Regions from separate parts of the Rattus norvegicus genome. Here region 1 is linked to region 2. Evidence: chromatin contacts called from public Hi-C data. All regions are on one chromosome and are shown on one strand. The core of a region is the stretch at or near the end of the contact, and the rest is flanking DNA. Distances in the headings are between cores, read along the strand shown.

Region 1 (6,112 bases), core at 3,435-5,934, 280 kb before region 2:
ATAAGTGCACTGACCCAGCTTGCTTGCAAGTCCCAGGGAGCCGAGCCCCAGGGAGCTGAGCCCCAGGGAGCCTCCTGTCTCTGTCCCCCCACCCCCCAGGACTGGGGTTACACAAGTTTGCTGCTGTGTCCAGCTTTAATATAGGCGCTGGGGATCAAACTAAGGTCCTTGCACTTGCAAGGCAAGGACTTTACTGACGGAGCCTTGTCTGTGGTTCTTTTTACTATTGTATTATTCTACTGAGAACTCGTTAGTCCATGGTTAAAGTTGTTTTTTGAAATACACACAGGTCATTAGGAAAAAAGAGAACTGATGTGGACCCGGAGTTGTTTTCGATTATGGACTCAAAGATGAAATCACAGAGCCAGAACGGTAGAGTGGCTTTGAGGGTAAAGGCACGGTGACCTTAGTTCCAGTCCCAGGAGCCATATGGTAGAAGGAGTGTTGTCCTTTGACCTCCGCAGGTGTGCCTCGGCACGCGTGCTCACATAAATAACAACTGTACAGACATAAGTTACCAGGAGGAGTGGGAAAGAATTATCTTTGCACTCAGCCCCAAGGATTGAAAAAATTTGCGGCTCCGTATCCACCCCCCACTTCCTGTTTTTTGTTTTGTTTTTAATGCTAGAAAGCACTGAGAAAGCTTTCCAGATTGTCACAGATAAGTTATTCTTTGGCGAGAGGAAGGAGATCCCAGGCCAGACCATTACCGTGACACAAGGATAAACTCCAGGTGAGCAGTGAACAGCCTTGTTTTGTGGGCGCTCCCCACGCTGAAGTGAATAACAGACCCGTTAATGAGTAGTCAGAGTTGCTGGTCAAAACAGCTGCTTCTTCAGCCTCAGCCTCTCTGGCCTAGAAAGCAAACGGTTCACTTTAAGGTGCTTAGAGGCCTTAATGTTTAATGCTTAACCGAACTTTGATAGCAGGACTTTGTATTGTCTTTCATCAAAAGTGTGTTTCTTAGCTATTTTTTCTAAAGATTTATTTATTTGTTTATTCATTTATAAGTACAGTGTTGCTGTCTTCAGACACACCAGAAGAGGGCATCAGATCCCATATAGATGGTTGTGAGCCACCATGTGGTTGCTGGGATTTGAGCTCAGGACCTCTGGAAGAGCAGTCAGTGCTCTTAACCACTGAGCCATCTCTCCAGCCCATTTCTTAATTATTTATTGTACAGTTACGGAGGGGCAGATGCAGATGACGTCTTCCCTGTGTACTTCCTGGATGAGGAATGGAGAACAGACATAGGCATGCTTAGCAATGGCCCCTGACTGCAATGGAGAGAGGCTAGGGGAGGGCAGCTAATAGTTAAGGAGCAGACGCCAGGCTCTGACTTTGTTATAAACACTTTCTGTGCCTTGTATGAAGACCCCTCCCTATAGTCCTCCGCATATGTCCCCGTTCTCACAGGTGATGACATGAACTTCCTTAGGTTTATAAAGCCACAATGCAGGACTTTGAACTCACAGAGTGGTCCCCCTGACCACTGGGGTAGTCAGGATGGTGTGTGTAATGTGCTTTCTCACCTTATTGCTGGTGGATCTCTGAGCACATGGTCCTTAAATGTGGTGCTTTTGTCTCCTGAATATGGGGATGCAAAGGCCTTAGGATTGCTGCACTGCTCTCCTATGAGATGAGAGGAGGCTCCTCTCCTGCTGAATTCAGTCGCTGTGCTTGGCGACAGAAAAGATGTGTCTCTCACCTCCTGGGATTTGGGGAGACTAAAGGAGCCTTTTAGGAAGAGGTCTGGCCTCAGGTCCAAAGGGTAGAGAGCTAAAAGTGCTCAGCCACTGTCTGCTCAGCCACTGTCACACAGAGGAGTGGGGTACTGATCCTGAGGGGTACTTGGCTGCATGGATGGAGTACATGTTCTCCCAGATGAAGTTCAAGGGGCTTGCTGCTGCTCTGCCCACCCATGTCCTCAACCGAATCAGCTCATCCAAAGATGTACCTATGGCTGCTCCCCAGACTAGGCTTGGCCCCATTGAAAAGCTCACTGGCTGCAGAGGACACCCTACCTATGTGCACAACAGATTTTCCTGACAGCATCCCCACAAACCACTGTATTCCAATGTGACATTGGTCCTCCGCAGCTCTAGCTCCTGGCTCCCACTCTGTGTCCTCTCTGTACAGCTGGATCAAAATGGGACTCACAGGACGACTCCAGCTGATGGGACCATCAGCCGCACAGTAGCTCTCGATCAGTTCTGTTTCAGATTACAGAATCCTAGGCGGTGGTCTAACCCAGAGACCTGTTTCCATCTGGAGCTGACCTTGAAGGAAGGAAGAAGTCTGCTAGTAAGGGAGGTTTTTATATGCTTTTCAGAATCATTTAGTTGCACGTTAGAACAATTCATTAATTCCAGGGTTTTACAGGGTCAGTGGAGAAGAGGGATTTTGTGCTCAAGGTGGGTGGGGAGGTGATTAAAGAGAGAGTCTTCTGCAGGATTCTTAGAACATAGAACATAAAACTCTGTAAGAGGGCAGTAGGCTATTCTGCATCTCCAACACTTAACTGAACCTCAGATCCTGTTTGTCAGATGTTCTGAGCCTCATATACTTCTTAGAAGTGTATGGTGGGAGAGAACCCAGGAGGTAGGCCTTCTCTGCAAAATCCAGGCCCACCACTTCCTGTTTTTTACAATAACAGACCTCCCTTCCTACAGCCTGTCTCCTTGTCTGTAAAATACAAATGACAATGTTCACTGCTGTGTATGACGCTTGCCAGCGATATCATTACAGCTCCTTCTATTAATAATATAGCCCCTCTACATGTACGGTATGAACCCCTGAAGGTTTGACCCTTTTGAACTAGGAAATGATACAGAGATCTTGACCTTGGGAGGCAGGAGAGGGATACTCAACAGTTTCCAGCTTTAATTACCTGTCTAGTCAGCGTGTGGCTGGCCACAGAGCCATCACTAAGAGTGAATTGTTGACTTTGACTAACTAAACGTGAAAGGGAAAAAGACCAGTTGCAAGAACGATTCCAGTATCCATCCAGTTTGGGCAGGTTGGTGTAGAAAATGTCAAGCCGTGAATATTTTGTGACAGGAGACAGCAAACACTTAAAACCCAGGTGTCTTAGATGTAGCTGTGACAGGTGGAAGATGGTGGATCATCCCTGGCCAGGAAGGCTGAGGAGAAAGCCACATAAACAGGGCTCACATAAAGAAGGCAACAGCTCTTTTATTCAGAACATGCTTTGGGTGAAAGGGGTGACTCCTTGTTATCTGCTAGTTCACAGCTAAACAGAGGGCTGGATTGTAAACAGACTAATAAAAAACAACCTGTTGTGGAATCCCTGAGAACTCAAAATTTAGGTCAGGAATCTCAGATTGGAAAGGCATGTCTTTATGGCTAGGCTGGAATGGCCTTGAGTGTTCTGGGGTTGAGGGGGGGGGAGGCAGAGACAGACACACAGACAGAGACAGAGACACAGAGAGACTGCACATGCGTGCGCACGTGCTCAATACAGGAGGGACTCAGTCTGGGAAGCTGCGAATGAATGATCCCCACTGTGTAGAAATGGGATGCTTTTAGCTGCTTGCCCCTCCACAGACAGTCCCTTGGTGATCACAGCGACTACTGCAAATTCCTCATGCCAGTAGCCCTCCCCTTCGGGCCATCCCTTTTCCACACCCCCTCAATTGTCGAGAGCTCGTGGTCTTAGTAACGGAGAACTTCTGACTGTAACCCTAGCGCGTCACTTTGTTGAAGGCAAACACGTGGTTTGGGGAGCACTTATAAATCTCTGCTCTGGGCAGGACCGTGATGTTATCTGCTGGCAGCCAAAGGTTTGCTTGGAGCGGAGCTGCTGAAGCAGCGGGCGGGAGAGCAAGTGGGAGAGGAAGAGAGAAAAGCCTCAGAGAGCTGAGCTCCAGGGCAGGCGCCAGGGATGGAGAGAAGTATTAGGGTTTAAGGAGACGTTCTGGTGCAGCCCAGCTGCAGAGAGAAGGTATCAGCAGAGGTGTATTTTAGGGTCGCAAGTACCTACTTACCCTAAGCGAGAAAGTGCAAGCTTGGAGGAAAAGCTAGAGAAGGGTGTGAGTCCGGGGACTGCTTGCAGCTAACGCGCCCAGGAGGCGGTGTTGTTCCACTGGGGGTTAAGGAGGTGGCTGATCTCTGTCGCCCTTGGCTGCCTGAAGCAAGAAAAGGAGGATCTGCTGGACCGAGCTGGAGGCTGGCCCTCTTTGCAGGCGGCAGCGGCGGCTGCAACGTGGAGCGACCCAGCCGGGTGTAGGCCACAGCACGGCCCGCAGGAGCGGGGGTCGTGGCTGCCTGCTCAGGCCTTGGCGGATCTCCCGGGCGGACAGTGCCCCACCGAGTCTCCGAGAGTGAGCCGCTCCGGGGCGCATCTGCCTCCCCGCGGCTCGCCAGGCTCGCCCTCGGCGCGCGCACACGCACGCGCGCACACGCGCACACATCCACACGCACACTCATCCACACACGTGTGGAAGGCAGGGCCCAGCCGCTCGGTCTTTGAACATCTCAGTTAGAGCCCGGCGCAGTCCCGGCCGCCGCTCAGCGCTCCCCGCGGCCCTGCGTGCCTCCTGCCAGCCCCCGGACCTTCTCGTCTCTTCCCTTTTGGCCGGAGGATCGGAGTTCAGATCAGCCACTCCGCACCCGAGCCTGACACACTGAACTCCATTTCTTCCTCTTAAGTTTATTTCTACTTCAGAGCCACTCACCCTCTCCCTTCCAGGAGAAAAAACAAACCTTTCTTACTCCTTAAAGTGAGAGATCCCCCTCCTGCCTCCCTAGCATCGCATATTAATATCTCCACGTTGGGAACGCGTTGCATTTTCTTTTTTAAAGGAATCCTAGCCAGGGACGTTTTTCTATTGGGCATTGACTTTCAACTGCTTTGCAAAAGTTTCGTATTAAAAACAACTCTACCTGACCCGCTCTGAGAATTACTAGTTTCTTTTTATATTTTTTTCTTACTTTAAACAACAACAACAACGTTTCCTCCTTTTAAAAACATGCACTACTGTGTGCTGAGAACCTTTTTGCTCCTGCATCTGGTCCCGGTGGCGCTCAGTCTGTCTACCTGCAGCACCCTCGACATGGACCAGTTTATGCGCAAGAGGATCGAGGCCATCCGCGGGCAGATCCTGAGCAAGCTGAAGCTCACCAGCCCCCCGGAAGACTATCCGGAGCCGGATGAGGTCCCCCCGGAGGTGATTTCCATCTACAACAGTACCAGGGACTTACTGCAGGAGAAGGCAAGCCGGAGGGCAGCCGCCTGCGAGCGCGAGCGAAGCGACGAGGAGTACTACGCCAAGGAGGTTTATAAAATCGACATGCCGTCCCACTTCCCCTCCGAAAGTAAGTACAGTTTCCGTGGTTTTCGCCTTTTCCGTACCCGAGTCTAAGGTTGGCCCGGAGTTCCTCAGATCCACAGCAGCCTTTAGGCGTTCGCCCTTTCCTCTCCAAGTCCCCAGGTCCCGATCGCTTCGTTTCCGTTCTGTCCTTCGTCCCTTCCACTGCCTTTCCAGTCGTGGGATGGATATCCACAAGCTCGCAAACTTCCAACTGATATTTTATTTATTTCTCCATGACTCCCTTCCCACAAAACGCCCCAGACCTTTTATAAGACGTTTGGATTTCTCCTCTTCCCTGGTCTACCAACTAGCGAATCAGCTCCCTTCTGTCAAAAGGAAAGCGCTTCCCGGGATGACTTTAGGCTAGGAGACCACGGTGGACTTTGTTTTCTTTGCCCGGTTGGCCTGCAGTGGGGGTGGGGGTGTCCCCCAACTGGTACACAAAGAGTTAAAAATAGTGCTTCCAAACTAGCCTTCCCAAAGGTGCCCCCCTTCCCCGCTGACCTATCTGGGGACTCCCCAAGCCTTTGCTATTGTCTCTCACTCCTCTAAGAATGTCACCATCACCAATACCGAACTGGATTGCAGGCGCGCGGGGTGGGGGTGGGGGTCACTCAAAACTCCTTAAATCCTCCCGGGTCATTTATTGCTCTCTCTAGGTGTTTTTACACCCAGTCCTCTTGCAAAACCGCGTTGCCAAGTCCCCTTTTGACCTCACTCGGACAGTTAGAAAGGATAAATACTGTTCTAACTGGGCTCAATTAGGTTTCACTTCCCGT
Region 2 (6,087 bases), core at 2,873-5,372:
TTTTTTCTCAGTTTTTTCGTTTCTCTGGGCCTGCTGAACAACCCCCATCCCAACCCCGAGAAATTCCTTCCAAAGGGAGTTAGTTCTGCATCGATCACGACGCTGGGCCCCCAGATTGGACCGAATTCATTATGTTTATGAAGAAAACAACAAAGAGACACGTTGCGTTGCTCTCCTAATAGATGCCCAGTGGCCCCACATTTCAGAGCTTCATTTGTTTTCTAAATCCCTGAGGAAAAATTGGAGTCAGCAGAAGTGATCCCTGGGGCGTCTTCTGCAGCAGGGCTGCTGCTCTTGGCTCTGGGGTCAGCCTAGTTATTCAGCAGACGCTGTCTCAGCCAAGGCCAGATCAGCACTAGGCATTGCCACAGGGCTGCCTACCAGCTGGTGCCTGGGAAAGCCCTGTCTCTAGACTTGGCACCTCCTTCCACTGATCTGACTGAGTTGTTTGTTTATTCTATACCTTTTGAGAATAAGGTATGATCCTCCCTCCCCACTCTCTCCCTCCTGTCTTCCCTCCCTCCTTCCCTTCTCTCCTTCCCTCTCCTCTCCTCTCCTCTCCCCTCCCCTCCCTTCTCTATTCTCCTGACCTCTCCTCTCTTCCCTTCTCCTCTCCTCTCCCTCCCCCTCTTCTTCCCTCTCCTCTCCTCCCTTCCCCTCTCTCCCCTCCCCTTTCCCTCCCTTCCCCCCTCTTCCTTCTCCTCTCCTCCTCTCCTCTCCTCTCCCCTCCCCTTCCTTCTTCTCTATTCTCCTCTCCTCTCCTCCCTTCCCCTCTCCCCTCCCCTTTCATTCCCTTCCCCCCTCTCCCCTCCCCTCCCCTCCCCTCTCCTCTCCTCTCCTCTCCTCTCCTTTCCTCTCCTCTCCTCTCCTCTCCTCCCCTCCTCTCCCCTCTTCTCTCCTCCCTTCCCCTCCCTTCCCCCTTTCCTCTCCCCTTTTCCTTTCCTCCCTGCTTTTCTTCATGGCCTTGCCCTCTTGAGGAGAAGCAATAGAGCCAAACAATATTTAGAGAAAGCCACAGCTCCCACCATCACCACCAGACAGAACAGGACAAGTGGTCACAACTTATCTCAAACCATTTCTGTGCTAAGAATCCTGCCAGTTCCTTCCTTTCTTTGCTAACACCTCGGCTCTGGGCAAAGCATTTGTTTGTACAGGTTTGAAGCTTCATCTTCCCGATTCTGTGAGTTTTCGGGGAGGACAATTGAATAGACACAGTCACTCCCTCCAACTGATCCCAGTGTCATGGAACTTGGAGGGAGGACTTGGCATTAGCTAGGTGACACAAGATGAGCCCTCACCACGGGGTCCAGGGTGATGTAGAAGAGAACTCAGGAATCTCTCTGTGAGGACAGAGAAGAAGGCCACCAGTGAACTGGGAGGCAGGCCCTCCTCAGAGAGGAATGTACCAGCACCCTGATCATAGACTTCCAACCCTCCACAAACTGGGGGAAGACATTTCTTCTGCTGGCTACCATCTGTTTCTGGCTATCTCATTAGAGAAGCCCAACAATGACCAGAGTATCCGCACATCTCAAGAGCCGTTTAAACATATCAACAAACATGGAGTTGTACGAATAGGAACATTTGGTGGGAAAAGGTTAAAGCTCGTAAAACCAGAAGACTAAAAATTAAGGAAATGCTTGAAACTGGTTTCACTGGAAAAGTAGTAGTTTCTTTCTCTATAGGACATTTTTATTTGTTCTTTGAAAACCTCATACAGGTATCTTGATCAAATCCACCCCATATCCGGGCCTCGACACTTCCCAGAAGCCTTTTGTCACGTCTCTGCCCTAACCTTATGTCTCCCTTTAGTTGTTTATTTACCTACTGACTTGCAGTTAGTGAGAAGCCATGAGGATGGTTCTGGGGCCATCCCCCGGGGCAGGGGCAACTTACCAGTGGGCATACTTTCAAAGAAAAGTGTCTCTCCTTGTCCCAGCAGCCATCAACTGTTAACAGCTCCCCAGACAGGGCCTTGGAGCCCCCTCTTCCCATGCTGTACTTATTTGACTGTCTGTATTTTGTGCATGTAACTACAGAAGCTTGGGCTCATGTGTACACCAGCCTTGGTGTGTCCGGAGGACAGAATTTCAGAGCTCCCCTCCACACTACCCTCTGAGTCTTACTTTCTTTACACCAGCTCCTCTGTGCTGCTCCCTGAACCTGTAGAGTGATGTTGCTTTCACGCTGAGCGCTCACCTTTTATTCTCAGCACTTCTAACAGCAGCAACTGTCTGCATTATAGCAACTACCGACTGCAGTAAGATGTCTCTCTCACCAGGGTTGCAAGCAGCACAGATCCATAGATAGTATCAGGTATGAGTTCCTTCCTGTGGAGCGGGCCTCAAATCTGTTCGAGAGAGCGATTGTTTACTCCCATAAACAGTTACACCACTATTACACCAGCAGGCACAGCTCACCAGCAGGTAAGGATTGTAGCAGACAGCATCTGGTCCCGGATAAAGTCGTGGATCTCTCTTTTCCAGCCCGGGTAGTGATTTCCAGCACGATGGAAGCTACCAGCAGGGAGAGAGCCTACGCTCCGTTCAAGACCGATGTCTCTGTTTTCCTGTCGTCAAAGCGTGTGGTTGTCTTTTCAGCCATAGGACCTTATCATTTTCGGCTGGCAATCAGGAGGCAACCGTGGCGGTAGTTTGTTTGGGGTGACTCTGGATCCTCCAGGCATGGTGGATTGGATGAGAAATGTCCTCCATTGGTGGGTGTATTACACATTGAGTTCCTGTTGGTATTCTGTCTAAGCTCCACCCCCACAGCTACCTGGGAACTACAGGGTATGCTCCGCCCCACAGTTGCCTGGCAACAGTCAGCTGTGCCTGACACTATAAAAGGGGCTGCTTGCCCCTTCCTCTTCCTCTTACTTCTCTCTTCCCCTCTATCCCTGTCCCTTCTCTCTCCATCCCCCCACCTTCCCTCCATGTGCCCATGGTCCGTCCCCTCCCCTCCCCTCCCCTCCCCTCCCCTCCCCTCCCCTCCCCTCCCCTCCCCTCCCCTCCCCTCCCCTCCCCTCCCCTCCCCTCCTCTTCTTCTCTCATTTAAACCTCTCCAAGTTGAACCATGTTGGCTTGATGTGTTCTGTCTGGGCATGGGCTGAGATTTAAACCCTAACAGTTCCCAGTGCAAACCACCAAGCAGGATGGCAAAACTGACCTGAATTTGTAATCTCAACCCTGAGGTGGATGATGGGGCAGGCAGATTCCTGGGGCTCACTAGAGAGCAAGCCTGGCCTACTTTTGTAGTTCTAGGCCAGTGAAAGACCCTGTCTCAAATAACAAAATAGATAAAATAAATAAACAGAAGTGAATAGCATGCAAGGACACTCACACAGGAGTTTGTCCTCTGGTTTCCACATGCACTCGAGCGCGCGCGCACGCACACACACACACACACACACACACACACACACAAACACATGTACACTCTCATAGCCACAAAAACTGACAGATTATGTCTTCCCTCTTTCCCTTCCTTTTCCTTCTTTATCCTTCATTTATAACAAGGACATCTCACGATTTGACGAACCCCTTGATATTCACATGTGCATGAACAGCATGAAACCTAGGACACATGGTCTATGCCCAAAGAAATGATTTATAAAATCTGAAAACTTTAAACATAGCCAAATAGCTACAAGATTATTTCCATCTCAATATCTGAGCCTCAGACCAGAGCAGATGTCTCTTTTAAAGGGGAGACTTCTATAATCTGAAGACCACAGGAAACCTGGTACCTGAGGACACACTTAACTTCTGGGAGGAAGGGAGCTGTTTGGGAAGGCCAGCTTTCTAAAACTATCTGCACTTGTGGAAAACAAGTGATTCTTCTCTCCCTTGGAGGACCTTAGGGAAAATGTGTCTCCAATAATCCCTGTGGGGCCAGCATTTCAAAGACAACATAGGAACCGTGTGTCCTTATCCTGGCAGTTCACTGAGCCCAACAGCCATTGTGTCCCTAAAAGTAGCTGATCTCATGTCCCGTGTGCCCAAGTTCCTCATTCCTCAAATAGTAGATGTTTCTAGAAGCTCTGGGGGTAGTGCTGACTCACCTCACTGCCTGCACACCCGTGGGAGAAGCCCTGAGACCTAGGCAGCCAGTGAGAATCTGGACAGCCTCTCTTGTTATCAGATAGATCCAAGAATGCGGATGCGGCAATGAGCCGGGCTCTTAAGCCTCTTGTGGTCGACATGAATAGCATTCTTTCAATCGCTTCAGGGATGAAGTAGCCAAAGTCTTCGGCAATTAAAGACTCCAGCTCATGTGTTTGCAGTAGATGTTGGAAACATTTTACTTGGGGGGCGGGGCGGCGGGTTCAACCTTTTCAAGTCAGGTACTTTTATTCTAAGGCTGATGTTGCAAAAACAATGTGCTTTTGGTAATTTGGATTTTACTAGGCTAGAGAGAACCGAGCTGGTTGTAGTGTGATCGCCAGATACAGCCCATTCACAGAACCAGAAGTCGAAAGTCATTTCTGTTTGTCTAATATGGACTAAATGCAACCCACACTTCACAGGGTTGAACACCTCTTCGTTTTCAGTTTGTCTTTTAATCTCTAAACAGAATGGGCTAGAACCACACACAGAGCCCTGTCTCATCCCACTTTTCTTTTGCATTTCAGCAGCATAGCCAGAGAGAAGGGCTGATTGTCTCTTAGCTTTGTTTTCCTTAGAAGCTGTGTCTTTGTGTTTAATTTTGATTGCTTTTACATGTACACCCCTTGCCCTTCCCCATCCCTCCCCCCATGACCCTGTGTTCTCTCCCTCCGTCTCTTTCTTTCTGTACCTTACATAGATTACTTGCTGTATCTACTCTCTCTGTATCATTCATAGTTTAGTTTTGCTGCAGCTCCCAATTCCCATCAGCTTTGTATAACATTGTATACCCTTCCTCCTCTCCTCCGTTAACCTTGGGTCTTGCCAGTATCTGTTCTTGTCATTGCATTGGGCTCCTCATTGTGGATTGTAATGGGTGATTTATTTAGCTAAGGCATATATATGACACCGTGCTATATACATGTTTTAATAGTGTACAAGATAGAAGTGTGTGTGAGGAAACTTCCTCTCTGATAACCACTCTAACTTGCACTGGTAGCTGCTATTTTACATTTACCTGGTCCAATATCACCTCTCTTATTATATCATCTGGAATAAACTGCAAAGATCTCTCACTAATTATTCATGGAAAATGAATGATTTGGTTGATCTCACACAAGAGAATTGTTTGACCTTGCCCTTGTTTTATTCTAACAACTTGGGCTGGAGTGAACACAGACTCTTGGTCAGAGGCCCATTCTTCTTCCTTGAACTTCCCCAGTGACAGACAGCTGTAAATTCAGAGGACGGGCACAAGCAGCTGGACAGAGCAGAACAGTTCTTTCCAGATGGTTGTTGCTGTCTGTACTGGCTGGTTTTGTGTGTCAACTTGACACAAGCTGAGAGTTATCACAGAGAAAGGAGCCTCAGTTGAGGAAATGCCTCCATGAGACCCAGCTATAAGGCATTTTCTCAACTAGTGGTCAAGGGGGTAGGGCCCAGCCCATTGTGGGTGGTGCTATCCCTGGGCTGGTGGTCTTGGGTTCTATAAGAGAGCAAGCTGAGCAAGCCAGGAAAAGCAAGTCAATAAGAAACATCCCTCCATGGCCTCTGAATCAGCTCCTGCTTCCTGACCTGCTTGAGTTCCAGTCCTGACTCCCTTTGGTGATGAACAGAAATGTGGATGTGTAAGCTGAATAAACCCTTTCCTCCCCAACTTGCTTCTTGGTCATGATGTTTGTGCAGGAATATAAACCCTGACTAAGACATTATAAGTTATAAGTTGGGTCTCCTCAGTTACAGAAAATATGACTTACTTGACTGAGGTTGTCCTTGAACACGGCCTGGGGATAGAGGTGGAGAATTAATGGCCCACAGGGAGCTCATACAATTACTCAAGCCTGTGGTACAGACACTTCTGGGAAAATCCCAAAGTTCAAGGCATGAATATTCTGTTTAAAATAACAGCAGTTGAACTTGGAACTCAAGGCTTTGTTGTGTGGCTAGAAGGCTTTTCCTCACAACTGGTTAACACTGCTGC

The links. Hi-C and Micro-C count contacts between places; a contact is called where the count stands out from the background.
Region 1: a contact with region 2 is called in a Hi-C map of the A7r5 cell line, with 5 times the contacts expected there. The contact joins the promoter of Tgfb2 here to the enhancer-like site in region 2. A contact is called at or near these places in 5 of 12 Hi-C or Micro-C datasets (the A7r5 cell line, the Rat2 cell line, Schwann cells and 2 more).

Annotation. Positions count from the first base shown.
Region 1 is chr13:100,791,257-100,797,368 of GRCr8, reverse strand. It overlaps Tgfb2 (transforming growth factor, beta 2), which reads left to right and starts at 4,684. Exons shown (of 8, transcript NM_031131.2): 1 at 4,684-5,337. The coding sequence starts at 4,992.
Region 2 is chr13:100,512,991-100,519,077 of GRCr8, reverse strand. No RefSeq gene overlaps it. Among named protein-coding and RNA genes, the nearest start is that of Tgfb2, 280 kb to the left of the region's middle. Within about 2 kb of position 4,122, at least 12 of the 93 cell types and tissues checked have an H3K27ac peak or open chromatin away from gene starts, as enhancers often do. A contact at or near this core is called in the A7r5 cell line and Schwann cells, where this site is marked.